Regions from separate parts of the Rattus norvegicus genome. Here regions 1, 3 and 4 are each linked to region 2. A link is a contact called in public Hi-C data. All regions are on one chromosome and are shown on one strand. Each heading gives the region's core, a stretch centred on a gene start, on an enhancer-like site or on the middle of the called end of the contact. The rest is flanking DNA. Distances are from core to core; before and after follow the strand shown.

Region 1 (2,970 bases), core at 413-2,912, 320 kb before region 2:
TATGTTGTGTGCATGTGTGTGTGCGTGTTGTGTGTGTGTTGTGTGTGTGTGTGTGTTGGGTGTGTGGTGTGTGTGCGTGTTGTGTGCGTGTGGTGTGTGTGTGGTGTGTTGTGTGCGTGTATGTTGTGTGCGTGTGTGTGGTGTGTGTGTGGTGTGTGTGTGGTGTGTGTGTGGTGTGTGTGTATGTGTGGTGTGTGTGTATGTTGTATGCGTGCGTGTGTGTGTGTGTGTTGGGTGTGTGGTGTGCGTGTATGTTGTGCGTGTGTGTGTGTGTATGTTGTGTGGTGTGTGTGTATGTTGTGTGTGTGTGGTGTGTGTGTGCGTGTGTGTGTATGTTGTGTGTGTATGTGTGTGCGTGTGTGCGTGTGTGTATGTTGTGTGTGTATGTGTGTGTGTTGGAATAGTTTACATCCATTTAGACATTATCTGTTACACTTTGTTCTTTATCAATAGAGTTGGGGACTAAACAGTCCCACACTTAATACCAGCACTTGGGAGTTCTAGGTCAACCTGGCACACAGTAAGACTCTGTCTCAAACAGCGCAATATCGAATAAAAGGAGTTGAACAGGCTCTACAGCCCATAAAACCTAAAGTCTTCATTCTTTGCCCTTTAGAGAAGATACTGCCAACTCTTGGTCCAGTTTATTTCAGTCTTAGATATCGAAGCCAGAAATTATTTCAGAGATCTGCCTGACTCTGCCTTCTGAATGCCTGGGTTAAAAGGTGTGTGCTACCAAGTGTGTTAAGGTAGATTTCCTTTCTCAAGCTCTAGCTTTTATTCTAATTCATTTGTATGTGTGTGTGAATGTATGCCATGTGTGAGCATATACCCATACAGTCAGAAGAGGGAGTCGGACTCCCTGGAGCTGGAGTTACAGGCAGTCGTGAAGAAGGCAACATGGGTGTTGGTGATCACACTTGTGTCCTGTGGAAGAGCAGGAAGCACCGTGAGTGGCTGAGCCACCTCTCTAGCTCAAGATGCAAAGTTCTGCAAAACCTTAGGGGAAGACCAAAGGCCAAGATCCAGGATAAGGAAGGAATTTCTCTTGATCAGCAAAGGATGATCTTTGCTGGAGAAAATGTACTTTGACTATAACATTAAGACTTTTTGTGCCATTTTGTGTTGAGACTTTATGGTCATACACCACTTATAAGGACAATGAACTTATGACAAAGATGTTTAAATCGGCTGTCCTAAAATCCTAGAGTGTACGTGAAGATGACAATATTAGTTACCTTGTTTGAGCGTGCCCTTCTTTATGGCCAGTGACTTTGACAGAAATATGGACAATCTTATCTGACTTACTGCTTCAGTGAACCAGAAGACAAGAGAATGTGTATGAGTTAATAAAGGCCATGAAAGACAAGGAAACAAAACAGGACCACAGATGGATTCAGCGTTTGCAGGGCAAAGCATAGGAGGGGAACACGGCACACCTCCTCCTGTGTCTCTCCAGCTGTGATACATCTTTTCCATGTGCACCCACATTACCCCAAACAAGCACACCCACAACGCATAATAAACCGGCAGGCGGCCGGCGGGCACACACGTCAGATTCCTTTTGAGATTCGACGTGGGGCCAAGAGCCTATTACATTACTCACCATTTTCTTCTCTAGGCGGCATACATATTTGTTGTTGGAGATGTCTGGAAAGGCCTGCAAATATTCCTGTGAGTCACGGTGATAAGGAAAGAAGGAAGCGTTTACGTTCATAGCATGAGGGCTGAGGCTGGGGGAGGGTGGTGTTTGACTGCTGCCTGAGAAGAGAGGGAACAGAAAGATAAACTGTTGACGTTCTGTCAAATATGGAAAAGCACCCCGTAAAGCTAGCACGCAGATCTTGATCATGTATTAAAGCTGTTAGTGTGGACACACCCCTCAGGGGTGTGCTCATAGTGAAAGAAGTGAAGGTGTCCTGACAAACTGCAACACTGTGAGAAGCAGTATTCAGTAGGCTGAGTTACAGAAGAACGAGATGTTACGAGTTCAGAGTTTTATGATAAATGCATCTGCTGAGCATCGTTTTTGCTGATTGAGATTTGACACCAGAACGAGTCTGTGAATGCTGATGACACATATGCCGGTTTCTAGCTGATAATGTGACCTTTACAGGGTCCCAGAGTACCGAGGACAACTGCTGGAATGTGCTAGTTCACCGCTGTGACAGGCAGTAGCGTGTGTCCATGCTGTTTAAAGGAGTGAATTTCTCCGAGGATATGTTTCTTGACTATTTTCACGAACATTTATTTCAGTGGTTCGCGCTCACTGTAGGAAAGCTGGCTAGGATAACAACTGGCTCCTTCGGTTAATTAAAAATTCACTTAGTCACACTAATTACTTTTCAAGTGCTCTGTGTTCCTATCTGGGCAATGTCAAGTCCATTGAATAGCCAGATATCAGACCATCTGTCGTTAGAGAAAATTCTGTTGGGGTAACTTCTGTGTTAGAGGTCTGTGTGTAGATGATGTCAACTAATTTTCAGTGTCCGTGGTAGAAGCAAAATAATTTTGTGTGTTGTGTGTATGCATGTGTGCACCTGCAGATGTGTGTGCATGTGTGTATCATTTGACTGACGTCATCCCCCTTGATTATTGAGACAGGGTGTCTTCATTGTCTTGGAGAGTGCTCCAGTTAGACCAGGCTGGCTGCTTAGTGAATCCTAGTGATCATGTTTTAGTCACCCCAGAACTGCATTTTCTGTGCACTTTACTATATGGGCTCTAGGGGTCAGATTTAGGTCCTCACGCTTGAAAATCAACTGAGCCATTGCCTCAGCCCACAAAATGACTTTGTGTAAGTTCTGTTGATAGCATTTTGGTCAGTGTGTACAAGACGAGTTGATAGCAGAGTATTGCTTTCTTCATTGAAAGATTCATTGAAAAAGACCAAAATGGGGCTTTGAGAGATGGCTCGGCAGTCAAGAGTGCTTGTTATCCTTACAGAAGATGCAGATTCTGTTCTCAGTT
Region 2 (2,700 bases), core at 17-2,516:
CAGCCCTGAATGTGCCATTTCTTAGCTACCAGGCCTCCCCTCTTTACCCGTGTGGAGTATCCAGCTGAAACCGGACTCAACTTCTGGTTGCTCACCCCCTACGCCGTTCTTATTCAGCACCTCCTTTAGAGGGAACAACTGGAGACCCAAAGCCCCTCCAGGACCTTTGGTGGTCTTGAAAGATTATACCCTTGGTCCTCAAGTACACCGGTCCCTGGTGTATATGGAACAGTCTCTTGTGTGACCTTGAGGAGCTGGGTGAGGCTGAGGAGGTGGCGGTAGGAGCTGAGGAATGTCTTAACCAACCCTTACACCCAAGCTTGCATGGTCCAGTGGAGCCTTACACCAAAAGGGCCAGAGGCATGTTTTCCAGTGCCCATAGATCCCAGCCCTGACTGTTTCAGAGAGGCCAGGAAGGACAGAGGCACCTTCCCTGTCTCAAGAAGGATCCGAGCCCAGCCAGGCACATAGAAGGTCATTGCTTCTGGGCGCTGGCACTGCAGGGCAGCTCCGAGAAGACCCCGCATCAAGCTTTGAGCTCTCTAATCGGTGCCCAAAGTCGGTAGCCCCTCTCAAGTCTCTGGGCCTGGACCTACAATGGGTCTAAGGCTCCTCCCGGTGCCCATTTCCCTGGATTCAGTGCACCTCAAGCTCTGGCAGGGCGTGCTGACCGGCTGCAGACCGGCCCCTGGCCTGGAGCGCCATCTCGTGGACATGTGGGGAAGTTTCTGCGGCCTGGGACCTGGGAAGGCTCTGGGATCCGGAACAGCCAAGGCAAAGGGGCGTTAGTTCGAGGTCTTTGGCCCCAACAAACCCGATAGACAGACACTCGCCCCAAGGGGGCCCAAAAGAAACTCGGAGGGAAAAACAGTTTCCAGGCACCAACACTTCCCCTGTGGGGCAACCTGCCTGCTTTCCGGAGGACGCAGCGCAATGCTCTGAGGTCACCCGGAGCGCCCAGCCCCTTCCAATGCTCGGGGTTGCTCTCGCCACTGACGCCTAAGGCTTACAGCCGAGACTCTTCACCCTTGGCTGGACTTAGCCTACCGGGACAGTGTTCCAAACTTCGCGGTCAAGGGCGGAGAGGCGGAGGGAGGATGGGAGGATGGAAGAAGAAAGCAAATTTGGCTTTAGAGTCGTTCCCAACGTGGGAAGAAGGGCTCAGAGTTGCAACTCCAATTTCTCCCAAACCAGTCCCTCCCCGGCTGCCTTCTTCTGGAGAGGCGGGGCCTGAGCCCAGGAGGGGCGGGGCCTGAGCCTCGGAGTCGGAGACCGCAGTCCCGGAGAAGCCCGCGCGGCTTGCTCCTCCCCACGCCCGTGAATCCGCAGCCCACTGGGAAGGCTGAGCCCGGTTCCACGCCCTCCGGGAAGGCAGGGCCTACTTCCGAGGCTCAGAAGCCCTCCGCTGCAGCCGGGAAGTTTGGAGGGAAGAAATGGCTTGAGGGTTCGGAAGCCTCGAATTAACCGCCTGGGAAATGCAGTGTCCAACACCTCGGGATCCATTCAGTTGAGTCGCTAGGGGTCTCACCGTGCCCCCAAATTCTGAATCTTCGAGTTCTCCGGTGAATCACACCCAGTCCTAAACCAGCGCACACAATTTTCTCAGACCCCACACTCCCCATAGAGACTCTTGGCGACACGCTTGGTCACCCACTTAACATGCCTCAACGGCCCCTCGACACTCATAGCTCACACATGTCCCTCTGCTGCCGGATTTGTTATCCAAGGTGCCCTGGTGGCAGGTCCTTCGAAGGGTTAAGGCCGTGGGGCACCGGAGCAGCGGGTACGCGGGCGCCTGAGCTAATTGGCGACCCCAGAGACAATGAAGGCTGGAAGGCTGGGAAGGCTGGTGGCTTAATTGGGCCTGGGAGTGGCCAGACCTTTGTCTGGGACAAGGCCCAGCCCATCGGCCGCAGGATCTCCCCCCAATCTGCACTTGGCCTTGCAGCTGGGGCCCAGCGGAGCACTGGGGTGGCAACCCCGGGAGGGGTGTGTGTAAGGCCGAAAGCAAGAGGCTGGGAGGATTCTCCAAATTGCGCTGCAGATCTGCAATAGCACCCCGCCGGAGCTGCTGCGGCTTTGCCCACCACCGCATGTGCTGCCCCCTGGTGTCCGCATGCCGAGGGGGATCCCACAGCCAAACAGCCAGCATTCTTTCCAGGTAGAAAGCGAGAGGAGAGGCCGCAAGAAGCCAGGGCACACCTTGCTCTGTGAATTTTACCGGCCCTTTCAACCAAAAGCGACTTCGAATAAACGCAGAGATTGGGAGAGATTGCGAAGTAGGGAGGGACTTTCCTTGTTCCTGCTTGGCTCATGGACCACATTGCCGCAGTCAGTCCAAGCTGAGCAGAGTAGCTCATCTAGGGTTAGGGTGAGATCGTCTACACACACACACACACACACACACACACACACACACACACGCACGCACGCACGCACGCACACACACGCACGCACACGCACACACACGCGCACCACACCACACCACACCACACACAGGCACACACACTCCACACTCTCTTCTCCTCAGCCCAGGGAAACTCGAGGCAGCCCTCTCCCAGGTAAAGATGGACAAAGTGTTTTGCTTGCAGTGTGTCAGCCCAGGAAGGTGACCTGAGCATTTGGAGTTCCTGAAACTTTCAATTCTACCTACATCTTCACCCTCCTCTTCAAATCACTATCCCCGATGTCCCTGCACGA
Region 3 (2,801 bases), core at 126-2,625, 340 kb before region 2:
GTAAGAATATGCTTTAAAGATAGACCACAGGAATTTCATATTTTCAATGAGACAGTTTTGTAGTCTCTTAACTGCTCCTGTTTTGTTTTTAAATGAGGCCTTTCTGGAATATTTTGTGTGAATAGTAGAATCCTTTAGGAATTCTGAAATGTTTGAAGTATGTTTTGTAATGAAATACAGTACACATTTTGTGGATCAATTTTCCAAGACTAGTCATAACCTACTGTGTTAAAGTAATAACATAGCCTATTTTTCATCTGATTTGTTGATGATGTAAATAAAATGTGTAAATAATATTAGTAAATGTTAATATTCATGTATCTTAAGTTAAGGTTATAAACTTTGTCACAATGTGATTTTTTTTTTATTCCAGTCAAAACAGATGTGTGCAACTATTTTGGATATTGATTTATAAACATTCATTCTTTATCAATGAACTGTAGTTTTTGTGTTTTATTTCACAACTGTTAATGTAAAGGTACCAGGAGAGATTTAGAACCTAGGACATTCTAGTTCCTGGGCTTTAATGTGTCCCTTTCTGTAAGGTCACATAAACCAAAGGACAGTAAGACTATGGAACTCTAGGAATCGTAGTTACTGATGATTTGAGCCACCATATGGGTGCTAGATATGGAACCTGGGTCCTATACAAGAGAATCAAGTGTTCTTAGCCACTGATCCACCACCCTCTTCAGATACTGGAGTCTGCTTTTATAGACCCAATTTCACAGGGTATATTTTTTCTTGAAAGCAGCTTTTTTTTTTTATTGTTTTATTGACTAATCTATTGAACTGATAAATCAGAACCCATACCCCTTTACTAAAGATTATAACTTTTCAGTGTGACAACTGACACTTGTCAATTGAGGAATTCGCTTTTAGATAATGCTTTTAGGATAAATTAAGGACACTTGACTTACTATGTCAAAGGTAATTTGTTTTTTATGATTATAGATCCATCATTTTAGGAAACTGCATAACCGAAAGCAGGGCAAACAACCAGTCTTGCTCTCTAAACTAACTGAAGAAAACTACCCATGGTTTTGCCTTTTGGGGTTTCTATTAGTTGAGTCAAGATTAGGCTACAAACAACAACGACAACAATAATAAATATCTATTAAAACAATCTAGCGACCAAAAAATTAATTTGTCAAGGTCGTGGTTAAACCTCCTATAATTGAGGAAATTGTACTTCTTGGCAAGGAATAAAATAGTATGCAAGTTAGGTAAACCCTAGTGATCTATGTGATCGGGAGAGATTATACGCCTCAGATTCTATCCGAGACCTTGAACATCACGGAATAATGTTCGAAGTGCCATGGGACCTACTCACTTATTCTGGCATTGTAGTGACAATTCTGGTGCAGTTTGCACTCTCTTAGTGTAACCATGGGAAGTTTTATTTGCGTGATAAGACAACAGGAAAAATGTTTCCTTTTCGTCATAAGATTGTCTTCCAGTCATAGGGAACTGGCTGTCTAGGTTAGATCATCCGTTCCCAAAAGTGGTACAAGACTTTTTTCCTTTCCTTTAAGCAAATCTGCGGAATTTGTTCCAGTCTTTCTCTCTGGGGGTGATCGCCTTCCGGTGCGGTCTAGTACATTAGGGTTGATTTTATTTCGCAGGCTCCCATTGGGCGGTACAGTATTGGCCTCGTTCGATGGTTGGCTGTTTACCTTTTGGCCTGACTGTGTGATTGGCTGACTGAGAACCGGGGCGGGAGGCGCGAATTCGTCTGTGTGGCGCTGCAGAGTCCGGCGCGGACAGGGAGGAGTGGCAGTACCTTGGCACCTGGCAGCGCGGTAACAGTCGGTGAGGGAGAACTTTCGTACGCGCCAACTTTCCTTGTAACTCGGCTCTGCGTTGCTTTCTGTCAAACGTCAGCATTTCCTTTTCTCTGGGAGCCGGAGCCAGCCACGGACGAGTGGAAAGGAGGTGGGGGGAGGGGACGGGTTCCTGTAGGCCCGCACTACTGGGCTCTCCTGCCCTGCGGTGTGGCACCCTTGGATGTGTGAGAACTGGGAGCTTGGGAAGGAAAACTGAGGAACGGGTAGCCTGTCCTTACGTTCTGTGAACGCAGGCTGGAGGTAGCCCCGACTCCCGCGATACTTCTGGGCGAGCGACAGATTTGTTCCTTTTCTTCCCCCCCCCCCCCCCCCCCCGCACCTCGTTCTCTTAAAGAGACAGAATCTCACCCTCCAGCTCCGGCTTGCCTGGAACTCGTTGTGTAGACCTGGTTGCCCTCGATCTTACAGAGATCCACCTGTTTCTGCTTCCCGATTGTTGGGGGCCAGAAGAATTGCGCCTCCACATCCGGAAGTATGATTCTTTTTGATGCATTCTACAAGTGAAGCGTCCACGTTTTGAGAGGAATGTTGCCACAGTTCCAGGCATAGATTGTCATCTAGATTAATTGTAGTAAAACAATATTGAGGTTTTGCTCAGATTAAGAGGTTAGTTAGATTTCACTAAACCTCAGAGGTTTACAGATAAATCAGAGATTGGATATTAGTTAGATTCCTCTAAACCTGAGAGGTTGATAGATAAAATCATTGATTTTTCTAACAATATCTTATTTTCATTCTTTGATAGTTTCATGCATGTATACAATGTATCTTGACCATACCCATCCCCAGTACACCCTTCGCACTGCTCCGGGACCCCTTCATACGCCCCTCCCACCCAATGAGTCCAATTAGTACTGCCTGATAGAATGTTGACAGATCTCGTTGGCTTGATTTTGTGCAGGTCTTGTCTGACAGAACAATATTTAGAACTGCAAATAACTTAGAGTGGTGGGG
Region 4 (2,900 bases), core at 154-2,653, 440 kb after region 2:
CTGAGGCAGGCTGACCAGGCATTCAGTGCGACAGACTCGAGGAGATTTTAATTAGCCATTAAGTAACCCGAGCAATCACAAAGCAAATAGTAGCAGCTCACAGACTCTGCTTCAGCACCCGTGCTACCCTGCTGCTGTACAGTCGGTCCAGTGTGCCCACGGCATCCTCCGCACTCCAACACCATCTCCAAGCAGGTGTGGGCACATCTGTACTGACCACCAACACCTTCTTTGTTATTACTGTAACATTACACCTAACAACTATTAATATAGGCTTGACATTAACTATGCTGTTTTAGAGCACAGAAATGACCTATAGAACACAGCTGGGTTATATGTATGTACCTCAGTTTGCCAGACAGGGGTGGTGCATGCTTTTAATCTCAGCACCAGAGGGCAGATGCAGATGTATTTCTGAGTTCAAGGCCAGCCTGGCCTACACAATAAGTTCCAGGAAGGCCAGTGCTGCAGAGAGAAACCTCTATCTCCAAAAAAAAAAAAAACAAAAAACAAAAAACAAAAAAAACTGCACATATTTAAAAAGGAGACAGAGGCATCAACAAATTGTGTATGTGTTCAAGGGGGTGCAGTATCTGCACCAATCCTTCCATGAACCATGGGATTATGCTTTCACTACAAAAATTAAAAAGAAAAAGGAGAAAGACTGCACAAAACTTTCAACCTCAAAAGACACCAGCATCTCCTATAGTTCACACATAACTGTAATACCCAGCTAGGGAGGCTACGGCAGGAGGATCACCACAGTTGGAGAATTTGTGCTGCCTTGGCATCACAGTAAGAAGCCACCTCAAAGCCAACCTAACAGCTTTCATTTGGGAGGCTCTGCTGTAACCAGGTGTGGCCAGTGCTCCACGCTGCGGCTCTGCCCCAGGTTTTCAGCTTAGCCAGGTGGAGGAATGCACCCCTGCAGGTCAGGGGCAGCCCTGCAAACGCCTGCCTGGACTGGGGGCAAGAGGGGAATACATTTGCTATTTTATTTTTGCTGCCCAACCACAAATGATTCGGCTGATGCCAGAGTCAGTGTCTCCACAGCAGACTCTGTGTGCCAACAAGGAAGAAAACACAAACCACAAAAACCACCTAAAATGTGTATTTGTGAGAACTTACAACTTAAAGAACAGATATTTGCTGACCACATGAAGGAGACAGCAGGCCAGTCTGTATTTTGGTCTTGACACTAACTACAAAACACAAAACTGAAGCAAAGGAAGTGAGTCTCAGGAAGAGTATGAAAACCACAGAACATAAATAATGAATGGAGCTGTTACTCATATTTTCATACTTCCAAATTTTCACACACACTGAAAAAGCACTGAGGCAGCTCTGACCCTTTCCCTCCAGCCTGCTTTTCCAGAGGAGGATGAAAGGAGGGCAGCATGTGGCCCGTGGCTATGCACGGCTGCACCAGACAGACCTCACAGCCCCAGCCATGACTTCAGCGCACACCAATCTAAGTACCAGGCCTTTGAAGCTGCTCTAATGGTATCTTCTATTTGCAACTAACACTTCTGTAGTCAAAGATCTTCCTTGGGGTAGATGTTAATGTGAAACCACTCAGACAGCCTGACATGTGTGCCAGGAGGCAGACAGGAAGGTGCTCAGAAGTCAATGTGACACCATTACACAGAGTGTTGGTCTAAGCAGCTGTCATAAACACATCACAGTCACTCAGGCACACAAACTTGATTGCCTCTAATTCATTCTTTTTACTACAGCTTGAATGAGATGAACCTAAAATATACACTGAGCAGAAGACAAAAGACAAGACAGGAAGATTCCATGCTGCATACTTTTTTTTTCCTTTTTTTTCTCTTTTTTCTTTTTTTCGGAGCTGGGGACTGAACCCAGGGCCTTAAGCGCTCTACCACTGAGCTAAATCCCCAACCCCCATGCTGCATACATTTATATTGTGTTTTAAAACTGCAAAGCTGGGCTGGAGAGATGGCTCAGTGGTTAAGAGCACTGACTGCTCTTCCAGAGGTCCTGAGTTCAAATCCCAGCAACCACATGGTGGCTCACAGTCATTAGTAATGGAATCCCATACCTTCTTCTGGTGTCTGAAGACAGTGACAGTGTACTCACATACACAAAATAAATACCTTTAAAGAAAAAAGTTTAAAACTGCAAAGCTAATCTGTGGTCAGGACAGTGACTGTCTTACCCATAGGGGAGGGAACTACATGAGAAAGAAAAGAATCCTTAAAACTTCATCCAGTGTGCTCCACTTACTTGTCTGTGTGCATACATGCACGATCACACATACACAAGAAAAAAGTCAAGCTACAAATGTGACATTTACATAGCTTATGGCATTATAAACTACATTTACAATGGTATACGACATTAACTGTGATACTCCAAAGAGCAAAATGTATAAACTATAATCATCCATGAAAGAAGACACAGGGAAGCTCGCAGAAACCAATCTGAAGTGGCCACTCCAAGTATGACAAAAGACATATGCCAAATACAATGTCAAGGAACAAGGAGATTGATGATGCCTCTATTCAAGGTGTGGGGACATGAGTGAACAATGCTCAGTGACACATGTCACTGCACATTTATCGAAGCCCCACATACAGCACTGAAATGAACCCTTGCAGTGGGTGGTAATATCGTGTGAACTCAGGTTCAGAGACTCCAACTGCAGCATCTCTCTGCCACAGACTGTTGGTAAGCGGTAGTCATGTGCATGCCTGGTTCATACAGCCACTCCAACCTTCTCAATTGTACTGTTTCAAAGTATTCACTTCCGCATGCCCATTCCTCCTAACATTAACAAGCAGAAACAGGCAGATTTTGAGACCTCCCTGATCAGACAGTAGAGCTGAAACAGCAGCTTCTGGTTCAAAAGAGACCCTGTCTCAAGGCAATAATAC

What was found. A called contact is a pair of places that touch in the nucleus more often than the background predicts.
Region 1: a contact with region 2 is called in a Hi-C map of Schwann cells, with 8 times the contacts expected there. The contact joins two enhancer-like sites. A contact is called at or near these places in 12 of 12 Hi-C or Micro-C datasets (the A7r5 cell line, the Rat2 cell line, Schwann cells and 7 more) and 1 of 1 datasets of contacts at active chromatin or transcription factors (oligodendrocytes).
Region 3: a contact with region 2 is called in a Hi-C map of the A7r5 cell line, with 5 times the contacts expected there. The contact joins the promoter of Brip1 here to the enhancer-like site in region 2. A contact is called at or near these places in 6 of 12 Hi-C or Micro-C datasets (the A7r5 cell line, hepatocytes, kidney and 3 more) and 1 of 1 datasets of contacts at active chromatin or transcription factors (oligodendrocytes).
Region 4: a contact with region 2 is called in a Hi-C map of Schwann cells, with 19 times the contacts expected there. The contact joins two enhancer-like sites. A contact is called at or near these places in 9 of 12 Hi-C or Micro-C datasets (the A7r5 cell line, the Rat2 cell line, Schwann cells and 5 more) and 1 of 1 datasets of contacts at active chromatin or transcription factors (oligodendrocytes).

Annotation. Positions count from the first base shown.
Region 1 is chr10:71,503,078-71,506,047 of GRCr8, reverse strand. All of the region lies in intron 6 of Brip1 (BRCA1 interacting helicase 1), which reads left to right. The region is part of intron 1 of LOC134480843 (large ribosomal subunit protein eL21-like); the gene reads left to right. Among named protein-coding and RNA genes, the nearest start is that of Brip1, 24 kb to the left of the region's middle. Within about 2 kb of position 1,662, at least 12 of the 93 cell types and tissues checked have an H3K27ac peak or open chromatin away from gene starts, as enhancers often do. A contact at or near this core is called in the A7r5 cell line and Schwann cells, where this site is marked.
Region 2 is chr10:71,187,292-71,189,991 of GRCr8, reverse strand. The region is part of intron 1 of LOC134480843 (large ribosomal subunit protein eL21-like); the gene reads left to right. Among named protein-coding and RNA genes, the nearest start is that of Tbx2, 12 kb to the right of the region's middle. Within about 2 kb of position 1,266, at least 48 of the 93 cell types and tissues checked have an H3K27ac peak or open chromatin away from gene starts, as enhancers often do. A contact at or near this core is called in the A7r5 cell line, Schwann cells, hepatocytes and 1 more, where this site is marked.
Region 3 is chr10:71,526,657-71,529,457 of GRCr8, reverse strand. It overlaps Brip1 (BRCA1 interacting helicase 1), which reads left to right and starts at 1,375. Exons shown (of 20, transcript XM_006247063.5): 1 at 1,375-1,812. It overlaps Ints2 (integrator complex subunit 2), which reads left to right. Exons shown (of 25, transcript NM_001100630.2): 25 at 1-433. The region is part of intron 1 of LOC134480843 (large ribosomal subunit protein eL21-like); the gene reads left to right.
Region 4 is chr10:70,744,419-70,747,318 of GRCr8, reverse strand. All of the region lies in intron 6 of Bcas3 (BCAS3, microtubule associated cell migration factor), which reads right to left. All of the region lies in intron 1 of LOC134480843 (large ribosomal subunit protein eL21-like), which reads left to right. Among named protein-coding and RNA genes, the nearest start is that of Bcas3, 34 kb to the right of the region's middle. Within about 2 kb of position 1,403, at least 8 of the 93 cell types and tissues checked have an H3K27ac peak or open chromatin away from gene starts, as enhancers often do. A contact at or near this core is called in the A7r5 cell line and Schwann cells, where this site is marked.